Linked DNA regions of Mus musculus: regions 2, 3 and 4 are each linked to region 1. The links are chromatin contacts, called in public HiChIP or PLAC-seq maps. All regions are on one chromosome and are shown on one strand. The core of a region is the stretch at or near the end of the contact, and the rest is flanking DNA. Distances in the headings are between cores, read along the strand shown. Region 1 overlaps Zfat (zinc finger and AT hook domain containing). Region 2 overlaps Tg (thyroglobulin). Region 3 has its middle 58 kb from the start of Gm31342. Region 4 overlaps St3gal1 (ST3 beta-galactoside alpha-2,3-sialyltransferase 1).

Evidence for each region. HiChIP or PLAC-seq counts read pairs in DNA pulled down with a chosen protein or histone mark.
Region 2: a FOXA1 HiChIP or PLAC-seq map of pancreatic cancer cells shows a contact between it and region 1. The contact joins two enhancer-like sites. A contact is called at or near these places in 7 of 39 promoter capture datasets (3T3-L1-derived adipocytes, cranial neural crest, frontonasal cranial neural crest and 4 more) and 2 of 115 datasets of contacts at active chromatin or transcription factors (embryonic stem cells and pancreatic cancer cells).
Region 3: an HNF4G HiChIP or PLAC-seq map of pancreatic cancer cells shows a contact between it and region 1. The contact joins two enhancer-like sites. A contact is called at or near these places in 2 of 15 datasets of contacts at CTCF or cohesin (large pre-B cells and pro-B cells), 4 of 484 Hi-C or Micro-C datasets (the HPC-7 cell line, hematopoietic stem cells, nephron progenitors and 1 more) and 4 of 115 datasets of contacts at active chromatin or transcription factors (DN3 thymocytes, T-cell acute lymphoblastic leukemia, large pre-B cells and 1 more).
Region 4: an HNF4G HiChIP or PLAC-seq map of pancreatic cancer cells shows a contact between it and region 1. The contact joins two enhancer-like sites. A contact is called at or near these places in 1 of 15 datasets of contacts at CTCF or cohesin (the NIH/3T3 cell line), 2 of 484 Hi-C or Micro-C datasets (bone marrow-derived macrophages and cochlea) and 2 of 115 datasets of contacts at active chromatin or transcription factors (extraembryonic endoderm stem cells and pancreatic cancer cells).

What each region holds. Positions count from the first base shown.
Region 1 is chr15:68,216,829-68,219,765 of GRCm38.p6, forward strand. The region is part of intron 2 of Zfat (zinc finger and AT hook domain containing); the gene reads right to left. Among named protein-coding and RNA genes, the nearest start is that of Zfat, 41 kb to the right of the region's middle. Within about 2 kb of position 1,438, at least 53 of the 459 cell types and tissues checked have an H3K27ac peak or open chromatin away from gene starts, as enhancers often do. A contact at or near this core is called in pancreatic cancer cells, where this site is marked.
Region 2 is chr15:66,731,564-66,734,500 of GRCm38.p6, forward strand. All of the region lies in intron 27 of Tg (thyroglobulin), which reads left to right. Among named protein-coding and RNA genes, the nearest start is that of Tg, 62 kb to the left of the region's middle. Within about 2 kb of position 1,373, at least 94 of the 459 cell types and tissues checked have an H3K27ac peak or open chromatin away from gene starts, as enhancers often do. A contact at or near this core is called in pancreatic cancer cells, where this site is marked.
Region 3 is chr15:67,095,804-67,098,740 of GRCm38.p6, forward strand. No RefSeq gene overlaps it. Among named protein-coding and RNA genes, the nearest start is that of Gm31342, 58 kb to the left of the region's middle. Within about 2 kb of position 1,553, at least 13 of the 459 cell types and tissues checked have an H3K27ac peak or open chromatin away from gene starts, as enhancers often do. A contact at or near this core is called in pancreatic cancer cells, where this site is marked.
Region 4 is chr15:67,144,999-67,147,935 of GRCm38.p6, forward strand. The region is part of intron 2 of St3gal1 (ST3 beta-galactoside alpha-2,3-sialyltransferase 1); the gene reads right to left. Among named protein-coding and RNA genes, the nearest start is that of Gm31400, 24 kb to the right of the region's middle. Within about 2 kb of position 1,548, at least 170 of the 459 cell types and tissues checked have an H3K27ac peak or open chromatin away from gene starts, as enhancers often do. A contact at or near this core is called in pancreatic cancer cells, where this site is marked.

The sequences.
Region 1 (2,937 bases), core at 188-2,687:
GACAATAGCCAGTGAGGCTTTTGGAGAAGGAGCTGTGCCTTGTGTTTTAAGTCTCCAACAAAAGAAGGGGCCAGAGTCATTGTGTATCTGAGCCCGTGAGTTCAACGTTCTTTATCAAAAAAAAAAAAAAAAAAAAAAAAAAAATCACCGTTGTAAATCCAAGGCCAAAAGTCCTGGCAAAGAAACAAATAATCAAGGGGAAGTTTTCAAAACAAAACAGCCCAACAAAATAAAAAAAAATAATAATATAGGCCTTTTCTTTGTACATCACTCAAGTTTATGAGACTCTCCGCTAGTCTCTCATTTTATTGTTTAAAAAACAAAAACAAAAAAACTTCGTGAGATGTGTACACCAAACATAATTCACTCAGTAGGAAACAAACCAAAGACCCAGAGATGCTCGGGCACTTTTTCCAGAACCATTTGCTGGACATGTAGCGCTGGAAAGTGGGTGTCTTTATTCTCTACCAAAGACCTTACTGCTGAAGCCCCTCAGGGCTGACTAATGATAGTCAGCTGTAAACATCTGGATGGACCCAGTGTATAGTACAGAGAAAATTCCTTTGAGTTGAGCAGTCCTGGATACAAGCCTTCCACCTCAAGTTCCTCAGCACACAGATCAGTTTCCACTATACAGAGCCCCTGTTATAGATGTGGCCACTGTAACAGTAGGCAGTGTACTCAAAAATGGCTGACAGGATGGCAACTGTATGCTATTTCCCTATAGCCATAGCATTCTGAGTGGCAGTATCCTAGTTAAGAAAGTACTACAGGTGGAGGTGGCACTGCCTTTAACCTCAGCAGTTAGCACGTAGATCTCTGTGGGTCTGAGGCCAAGCTGGTCTGTAGAGCTAGTTCTAGGAGAGCCAAGACTACACAAGGAAATCCTATCTCAAATTAACAAAAAACAATGAACTACCTTTCCAACCAGGCTATCATTAAATAACGTAGCTCTTAGATGTGCCTGCATCCCTGTTCACTCTGACTCAATGGATGTACTTCCTTGATTTCGTCTTTTAAAATAGCTCACACCCCAAGAAAGCAAAGTGGAATTAAGGTCACACTGACTTTATCATGGCCACCCAGTGCTCTTAGATGGCAGCTTGGTCTCTAGTCAGTATAGCTCCAGATACTGGAAAATCTGGAAAGACTAGCATTGCGGGAGCCCTGACAGTCAATCTCCCTGACATTTATTTCCAAAGCCTAGGAAGCAATAGGGGAGACAATGAATTATTTATCAGAACCTGGAGAGAAGGAGCCTTTCAGGTTTCTGCACAATGCCATACTCCTCTGTGGGAAGAGACTGCGTCCTGTTCTACCTCACAGCTAAGGCATCAGAAGGCAAAGGCCAAAGCTGTTTCCGCCCTGCAGCTTCATCAGACGTACTGTGGAAAGGACAGCCATGGTGACTCATGCTGCTGTGCATACACCACAGACACCGTGCTGAGCCCTGCACAGGCTCTCCTTCATTTACTCCCCAGGGATGGGACCTCGGCAGCACTATCCCAACTACACAGTCAAGAAAACAGAAACATGATAGACAGATGGCTCGGTCGGTCGTTAAGAATATTTGCAACTCTTACAGAGAACGCAAGTGTGTTTCCTGGCACCCACATCGGGTGGCTCACAACAACTTGTGACTCTAGTTCTATGGAATGTGATGTCCTTTTCTGGTGTCTGTTGGTACCAGCACACATGTGATGCACAGATATACATGCAGGCACACATACACACATACACACACATAAACACAGACACATACACACATATAAAGCAAAATAAATATATTTATAGGTTAAAAAACAAAACAAACAAAAAAACCACATTGAGGCTTGCAAAGATTAGTTAGCATGACCCAAAGTCACAGGGCTAGGCAGCAGCAGAGGTAGGGTTTGAACAGAAATGACTTAGTCAGTGAACTTCATAACAATGTCAGAGCAATATGCTCATACATCATTGATAATGGCTTTATCTGTAACAAATATCCAGAAGAGAAAACATTAAACAGGTTTCAAAGCTGGGACAAATGGCTAAGGTGTTTAATTAACATATCAAAGCAGGCACTGGCCATCAGATTCCCCCTGCATCCCTCAGACCCTAGCTTATTTTTTTTGCAGGGTTCTCCTGGCTGATATACCCTACCACCTACCCTAAACTTTTTCAGGCCAGGGGCTAGAATGTTATTCCCTATACAATCCAACCATTTTGGTTACCTGCTCTCTTTGTACTTTTGGGTCTCCTGGCTTTTGTACCTGGTTCCCCTCTCTCCCTCCCCCTTCTCCTCACAAGGCTCGGGGTCATGACCACTCTGGACTCTCCCAGACAGTCTGCCTCTGGCTGTTGTATCCCTTTTATCTATAATAAACCTCCTCCACCACACCTAGCAGCAGTCATGTCCTTCCCTTTTTATTTATTGTTTTCACTTATTTGTTGCTGAAACCTGGGACCAGTCATGTCCTTCCTTCCTTCCTTCCTTCCTTCCTTCCTTCCTTCCTTCCTTCCTTCCTTCCTTCCTTCCTTCCTTTCTTTCTTCCTTTCTTCCTTTCTTTCTTTCTTTCTTTTTTTTACATTTACCTTGCGCCAAACTCAGGACCAGTCATCTTCTTTCCTTCCCTTTTTTTTTAAGTTTTTTTTCTTTTCTAATTCAATAACAGGTCTAACATTTTTGACATCAATTTCCCTAGGAAGCCTCCTTTTACCCTCAAGCCAGAGCATATAATCTCCAGGCCAGACTTAGCACCTCCAAAGCACGCAGCCACTGTATTCACAGTACCTCTTACGTACCTGTCATCCACCAGAGAGGAACAGCTCACAGGCAGAGCACTTGGGACCCCTCAGCATCTAGCATAGCAGCCAAGCACAAAGCAGCCCCAGGGTCAATGGGTGGTGAACACAGAAGTGGAAAGGAAGGGAAAGATGAAAAGGAAAAGAATACAT
Region 2 (2,937 bases), core at 123-2,622, 1.5 Mb before region 1:
GGCTCATCTGTTCCTCTGTGTGTGTGTGTGTGTGTGTGTGTGTGTGTGTGTGTGTGTGTGTGTCTGTGTGTGTGTGTCTGTGTGTGTCTGTGTGTGTGTGTGTCTGTGTGTGTGTGTGTCTGTGTGTGTGTGTGTGTGTGTGTGTGTGTTTATCAGTAGACAACGTTTTTGGGTATCATTCCCTAGTGCCTTCCAGTTTTTGTTTGCGACAGGGTCTCTCATTGGCCAGGGGTTTCACTGAGGCTAGCATAGCCGGACAATAAAGTTCCCAAGGATCTGCTTATCGCTACCTTACATTTCACCATCGCTGGAATTACAAGCATTTGCCTAGCTTATTGAATGGGCTTAATGGAACAAACTCAGGTCCTCACATTTGTGAGGCAAGAGTTTGCCAACTGAACAATCTCTCTAGCCCAAGCTTTGGGTTTTCAATTCAGTCGTGTGTGTGTGTGTGTGTGCTATGCATATATGCTACATGTATGTTTCTGTGTGTGTGCTATGTGTATGTATATGGTGTGTGTGTGGTATCATATATATAGTGTTTGTGTGTTGTGTATGTATGTAGGCATGAATGTGTGTGTGTGTGTATGTGTGTGTGTGTGTGATGTGTGTGTGTGTGATGTTCTATGTGTATGTTTGTGTGGTGTTGGAGATATGTGTGTGGGGTCTGTGATATATATATACACACACACACACATATGTGTGTGTGCGTGTGCATGTGTATATATATGTGTGTGTGTGATGTTGTATGTGTGGTATCTGTGTATGTATATATGTGGTGTATGTGAGTATGTATATATATATATATATATATATATATATATATATATATATATCTGATGTGTGTGTGTGTGTGTGTGTGTGTGTGTGTGTGAGTGTATGTTCTAAACTGGGGATTTTTTTTTCCAAGTTCCAACTATCTGGTCATTCACTTGTATGTCCCATGGCAATCCTCAGTAGGGTGCATTTCTTTTGTTTATCAGCTAGCTACTAATGTCACAGTTGAATAAAGCAGAGACCTGGACCAAGGTTATCCAGGCTTAGATCTGATATCGAAAGCTAATGTGGGTAGGGTCCTAGTTTAGGAATCTACAACTCAGTAGACTCCACTTCCTTTAAACAGGAAGCACACCAAAGTCTGCTTTTCAGTGTTATTTTCATGATCCTTTGGACCACCTGCTGAGGCAAACAACCCAGGGAATGCAGGTCAAACTCCTGAAAGCAGAAAATGCTTTCAAGTCATCTGTGGTTATTGCAGCAAATTGCTTGGCATCTCTGACACTTTGGAATTCCATTCCTCAGATGTCACTGCATTCCTCACTTCTGGACTTGGTCTGAATGCCAGCTCATAGCAAATTCCACTTCAAAGATGGCAAAGGAGAGATGTCAAAAGGCTACTGGAGAGAGGACCAGAGGGTTGAAGGAGGGGTGGTGTGGCCAGCCATGACTTAGTAGTGGTCCTCACGTGATATAACCACAACCTTGGGATATGTCCTCTACCACAAAGCACAACCTACCAGGCAGATGGGAGGCATCAGTCCAGGTGCTGAGTGCAAAAGTTGCAAAGCTTTCCATCACCGAGGCCAAGGTGTTCCCCAGCTAGCTGAGGTGATAGATGTGGGCATCACCAAAGCAAAATAAGCCTGCATTTCGTCACCTTCATAGAGTCAAGGGATTGTAGGGCTCCTATGCTCAGTTTCTAGAAACTAGCTAAGTTCTATCTAAGATCACTTACCCCATCCAGGGCTGATTTCTGGTGCCCACATCAAATGAATATCCCTACCACTAACCCTACAGAACACCAAGAAATGGTTTTATACAATCTGAGCCCATGGCAGATATTTTTCCCCTCAAACTACCAGGGGTGTGTGCTGTATGAGAGTGTTCATTGAGAGTGCTGGGTTTCTGTTTAGATTATGAGTCTGAGACTGAACAGAGAAAAAAATGAGGAGTGTTTACCACCAAGAGGAGAGGGTGGAAGAAATCTAATTTTAGCCAGTGTGGCACCAGAGGATGAGAACTTGCCAGAAAATAGAGAAGCCTCTAGCTTTAGTGGGAGGGGAGAGTAGTGGGGGAAAGGAGAGGATATGAGGCATTATCATGGTCAAAGTACATGATAAATGTCAATGAAAATTTTCTTATAAAGTCCATCATTACATATAGTGACTATATGTCAATACAAATTTTAAAGAACCATTAATAACATCAGCAATAAGTCAAATAAGAAAATCTGCCAACAACTGGATATGTATCAAATGGGAAGGATCCAGAAGGTAACACTGTGAAGTATTGCTATCATTTAATTGCTAGCTCCAATTAGTTTTTACAATTAATGATTTATGTATTTGGTGTGTGTGTGTGTATGTGTGTGCATGTACATGTGTATGTGCATGCTCGTGTGTGTGTATGTTTGTGTGTGCATGTGTGTGTATGTGTGTGTATGTGTGTGGGTGTAGCCTGAACATACATGGCACCATGAGCATGTGAAGTCATAGGACAACTTGATTAAGTCAATTCTCTCTTTCTAACATGTGGGATCTGGTGATCAAAGTTAGGACATCAACTTTGATGGCATGTAATCTTACTTACATCCTCTTGGTCCCAGCTTCATTAAGGATATCAGAATCTCGGCAGTGTTTGATATCAGGAAATCCACACAATGAGACCGCCTAAAAACCTTGTTGTTTTTGTCGTTGTCGTTGTCTTTGTTGCTGTTGTTAACCGTTTTGGTTATCTTCCAGTGACATAGGCTTGTGACCCTTCCCATATTAGTCTGTTTTGTTTTGAGTTAGATCCCTGAAGTCTAGCCAGCTCTGGTTTTACACCCAAGTGTTGGAGTGGTACTTCACGAGACTTTGAGAGATCCTGTATAGAAAGCAGTGTTCTCAAGCCAAGAGGATCTTAAGAGGATTACAGGGCAATTGTAAAGGTTGGTAA
Region 3 (2,937 bases), core at 303-2,802, 1.1 Mb before region 1:
CTGAGTGGGGAGGGCTCTTCTCTGCTCTACTTGATACAAATTGGGGCAGTTCTCTGGGGGGTGCAGAATATCCTAACCCTAACCCTAACCCTAACCCTGGTTATGGAACCAGGAATTTGAAACTTCCACAGTTTGGTGAGCTAATTTAAGTAGTACAATGATTCCTGTCATTTTTGTTAACAGTGAGGGGAAACTTCAGAGGAGGAATATCAAAGAATCTGAGGTTGTTTTTGATGTTCTTCACTGGGTGTTAGAGGACATGATAGGAACCAGATCTTAAATGTGCATGGGGTGTGAAGAAGCCCATCCCTGTAGTACTTCTGCCTTCTGCATATAAATGTTTGGCCAAGAACTACGAAAGAAAGTAGAGACATCCTGGATCCCATGTGTACAAAAGCCTGTGAGCTGAGACCTGGTCAGTGAGAAGATGCTATGTAGGATAGATGCGGCTGCAAATGACTGATGTATACTGGCTTGTGTTTTAGACCAACTGTCTGTATATACAGCATGCAGATGGGTGAGTGCCAAGACAGGTAGCAGAGAAAGCGATTGATGATGGGTTGGCTTTTATATGACTGGAAGATAGAAATATCCTGAACACACGCAGAGGGAATAGGGGCATGGAAAGTATGGTTATGAACCATGTCTCTTTTAGTGGCAGAAGGGCCGGACTGACGTTGGATAGGCAAAGGGAGGAGGTGACATAGTGAGACTTCTCAGGTCTCTACTTTGAGCTCTGGGCACACCTGTTCTGTAATGGAGAATCAGACAAACAGGGACAGTGAAGGAAGGAGGTGTGTGGTTAGGATCTGTGGAGTTGAAGAGAATAAACATGCTAGAACACATCTTAGAAGGTGGAAGCATATGGAGCCCTAAGTGAGGAGAGTTTGTCTCCAAAGGTCAAGAGCAGTGTTGCTAGTTTGTGGGAAGTGGGAGGAAGGAGGAGCCTTGGTCAGTCTAGGTACAGGAATGTGGTGTTGGGAGATGAGGGACCTGCAAGGTGTTCAAGAAGGATGTAAACAAGGACAGAGGCAAGCCATGGGAAGTACAAGAGGGCTTCGGGCCCTTCAGCTGGGAAGGCTCTACCATCTGGTGAAGTCTGGTGGTGTGCCCAGCATCCAGCTTGGTGCATCTGGCCTGTGGACTACACAGTCATCTCCGCATCCCTAACTCGGTATGTTTCTGCAAAATGAACCTCTTTGGAAGCCCCAGCCTTCCCTGCCTGCCTGGTGCTCTGATGATGCACCAGCCCAGGGGCTCCTCTCCAGGGTAACTCTGTGTGGAACAAGACTTAGAGATCAGTTTCCCTGGCCTTGAGGGCAGAGCAGTTCTCACCGTTTGCACGATCTCACACCACACTCCGCCCAGTTTCTCTCTGGGAGTTTGGTGTTGAGGTGGCCGACACAGTTTCAGATATCTTGATGGTGTGTACACCATTTAGCTATTCCAGGGTACCGTGGCAGGAGAGGGGCAGACAGCGTAGGCTCAGAGTCTGAGTGCCTGGTTCCCATTGAGGTCCGCTGCTGCTGAGCTGAGCTGTGTGGCTCTGGGCAGTACGACTCATCTCTTGGAATGCTAGATTTGTGTAAAATGTGTATGTCAGTGAGGCTGCCTGTCCTGAGGCATGTGAGAAGCAGGTGAGGGGAACCCAGAGGCCTGGCTGGAATGTTTATGCTCTAAGTACAGGTTAACATCCATCCTATCTAGTATTATTGGCAACCAACATGATTCTGATACACCTGCCAACCAGGTACCTGGTACTTTGCTAGATGCTGGGCATTCAGAAGAAAAACCACGTTCAGTGTCTCTGCCTTTCTAGGACCTCTGAGAGTGGAATGGCATGGTTGGATGGAACCTTGAGATACAAACATCGTACTCAAGCCTTCCAGTGTGTACTTTAGGAACTAAAGTCAGCACACAGAAGCACCCACCCTGAAGTCCCTGGGAATGAGCATAGCTTGGATTTCTGGCCAATCTGCAATCTTTCCATTGTATTCTCCCTGATGTTCAAGCATCTCCACCAAGCCCTCTCTGCCTTTGCTTGCACACAACTGCAACTGGGGTGAGCAGCCTCATTCTCTATTCTCTGATGCTGGGCATCCTGTCCCCTGGGTTGCCTCTCTATAGCCCGTCCTACTGCTTGCATCTTTTAAGCCTTCTGATCAACCAGGGTTGACCAGAGCAGACCTGGTGAGCTGTCACGAATTGGCTCTAAGTCTAGGACAGGATCTCTGACATCAAGGAGAGATTTTGGCAGAGGTGGCCGGTTGCCCTCGAGGATTCTGGAACTTTTATCCCACCATTCATTTTCCCATTATGATGTTGTTTGGGCAATGAAACTCCTGCTGGTCAATGGACCTATATGGAAGTGGTGGGTATCAGATCTAACTGGAGACATTTGAGAGCTTATGAGGCATTACCAGTTTCCTGTACAGTGACCTTGAAGGCTATGTGCTGAAGGAGGTGAAGTTGGTAATAATGTCTTTCATGACTGGCTGGGTCACTACATGAAGGAAAGCACAAAATCCCTGAAACTGCTCCTAAAAGAAACTAGCCTTGTTCTCCATTAGTGGGACTTGAAGCTTATTTGTTTTTGCAGCATTAGCCTACTCTGGCCTGACAGATATACAATCAGCTCTGGTCTTTGTTCTTGGCTGAGGAGTTATGAACAGGGTGACCACAGGCATATAGCATTATAGTCATAGGTATGGTGCAGATACCACTGCCACCTCAGTCTCTTGGGAGAATTTCAGGAGGAACATAATACATGTTAGACACATAGAAAATCTCAGAAAATGGCTGGCACAATTTTTCATGTCTACCATGTCATTTAATACCCTCTTACAGATTAATAAACCATGATTCAGATCAAGCTCTCTCATAGGCATACAGTTCAGAAATAATAGATAACCAAGAACAAGTTTCAGGTCCTAGGTT
Region 4 (2,937 bases), core at 298-2,797, 1.1 Mb before region 1:
CAATTACATTCTGTACATTTTGTACCTCGGAACATACTGGTGGTTCTGTCCCCCTGTGTCTCTCAATCTGGGTACAGAGGCAGGAGGAACTGGTTACTAAATACTCTAAGTCTCAGAAATAAGAAGCAAGTGAATTGCTGGAGTGACCAGTGGGGTTTGTTTAAAATGGCTTTAGTATGTGCACAGGACATTTAATGTATTTATAAATGCATATGATACACATAACACAATGGTAAAATGCAGTGCATATGACCCAGTGCTTTTGTGGACATACATATATGCATCACATGAATGAAGTAAGTACATGCACATCTATGCATGCATACAAGGTGAATATGTGTATAGAAATACATGCACACATGCATGTTCTGTAGCCTTTCTGATCTACTTGCCCCTTGGAGTTTTATTCTATTAACTTGTTAACTCTTAAAATCATCCTTCATGTAGGTCTTGTTATGTCAGTTTATAGAAAAAGGAAGTGAGGCATAGGAAAAACTTCAGCAGCTGGGTGTGTACATTGCAGCTGGGTGAGGAATTTCCCCGAAGATGCCTTTCCTGCCACATGCAAACCCATCCCTGGGGCACTCTCTCTCTCTCTCTGTGTGTGTGTGTGTGTGTGTGTGTGTGTGTGTGTGTATGACCCTCCCTTCCCTGGCTCATTCTCACATCTAAGTCATGGGTAGCTGATGAAGTGTGGCTTATGCTAGGAAGTTCTTCTGGACTTCAGGACATTTAGAAGAGCCAAAGCTATTTGGATTCCACCAGATGCTGGAATCTTGGAAGCCCCTGAATTCAAAAGGGATGTGGGCATTCCACCTCTCATGGCCCATAGGCATTCTCAATTTCTTGGAGCCCTGAAGTACCACCACCAGGTACAAATGACCCGCAGGCTCGGCAGACATTTGGAGCAAGCACCCACGAGCCACGCTTGTTGCAATAATCCTGTAGATTATCAACAACCCAAGATGACCCGAAGTGGGTCACAGTCCAGTGTAGCTCATTAACTGCTAGCAAACATCCTGTCCCACCCACATGCTAGCCCCTGAGGAATGCAAGATTGGAGAACAGGTTCTCGTTCTATCAGAAACAAACTCCCTTGACTCCATGCCCTGCCTCTTCTTTGTTTGACATCTCCTTGCTCCTGTTCCTCCATGACCTGGATACTGAGCCCCGAAGAAAAAAGATCCACTTGCCTGTTACACGATCTCACAGTGCTGTGGGATCTTCTTGGGTTTTTCTTCCCTGTCCCTCTCCCAGCCTCTTGTGATCATCTTCCAGCTTCTGTTCCCAATCTTCCTGGCTTCCTTCCCCAGCAAGGTCACAATTGCAAACAGGTGGGAGAAATTCTGAAAGCAGTTCCACTGGTCCTGGGAATGCATCCCCGGGACATAGTACAAACGAAGGAAAATGCTCACAACATCACAGGGCTGGTAACAGTAACCAGCGTGATCATATGTATTGATGTGCATGACACACAAGTACGCAGCAATAGAGGGATGGAAACTTCCAAGTTCTACTGTTGTTTGCTAGAATATTACACAACCACCATGCAGTGCAATGATTTTTCAAGGTGATTCCAGGAACACTTTTAGAGTGACTCTCCTTGACTCAAGCATAGGATTGAAGGGGGATGGGGAGAGACAGAGTCTGACCCGTAGAGGCCCTATTGAGTACACTGCCCATCTGCAGAGACTGCTAAGTGCAGGAGGGTGATTCTGTTCTAAAGGACAAAAAGCAAAAGCAAGTTTGCGTCACCAGCCTTAACTTAAAGGTCCTTTTCCTGCTTTTTTTCCCGATCGCCATTACTCTCAGCACAGAGGGTAATTTCAGTGCTTAGAAAAAGTGTTTACACAAAAACCATTGAGCAACATAGTGACGTGTCTTCCCCGAACAGCCTCTTGGACGAGCTGTGGGATGTAACACAAAGGCTTGCCAAATGGATCTCAGGCAGGCTGGCTCTGTTACCCTCCCCTTCCCCTTCCTCCTCCTCACCCAGCCATTGATTTCAGAAAGGGCTGAAAACTATTTGGGTGTGCTTGCTTAGTAAAGTGGAAGCATGTAGGAATGTAAGTAGTAGCTATTTGGGCCAGTATCGAGAAAGAGGAAAAGTTCCCAAAGTCAAAACACCTCAAGGCCACAGATAGAGGATCTTTGGTTTCCATTGGCTTAAAACTAGATCTGAGGTGGTGTCCAGGGTGGCAGGGACCTGAGGAGGCTGAAGAGGAAAGACAGATTCCCAGGAGTCCTGCCTGACCCCCACCCACTCAGCTAGCTGCACTCTGAGTTTTGTGTTTATTGATGGAGCCGGTGGGCCAGCCTGTGATTCTGAGAGCAGTGGGGAACAGCCTGGCATTGGAGTACATTTTCTAGTGCATTGGGAATGCCTAGACTTGCCTGGTCCATCACCTTCCTTGGTGCTGGAAAGGAAAAACTGCACTCAGTGCAGGCAGGGGCTCACAAAGGAAAGAGGAAATACCAGCCCTGCTTCTTTAAATAGCACAGGGCTATTTAGGACTGGCCAGGGTGACAATAACACGCAGTGGGGAGGTTGGGTAGGAGATGTCAAAGGAGACAGCCTGGTTGAAGACTGGGGTAAAAATGGATATGGAAAGGGGTGATTCCCAGAAGACAGGACATGTGCATGCATGAGTTTTGAAGAAGAGATGACAATTGACTCATGATGAGGCAAAGAATGAGCTGTTCCAGCAAGGAAGAACATACGCAAACCACAGGGGCATGAAGTCCCTGAGGCACAGCAGGCTTTCCTTTGGAGTGGCCATAAGAGCTATGACATCATATCTCTATCCTTCCCTACAGCCACCCTTTTGTTGTGAACTCAAGTACACACACACACACACACACACACACACACACACAGACACACACACACACACACACACACACACACACACACACACGCCACACCTATGTTGAAGA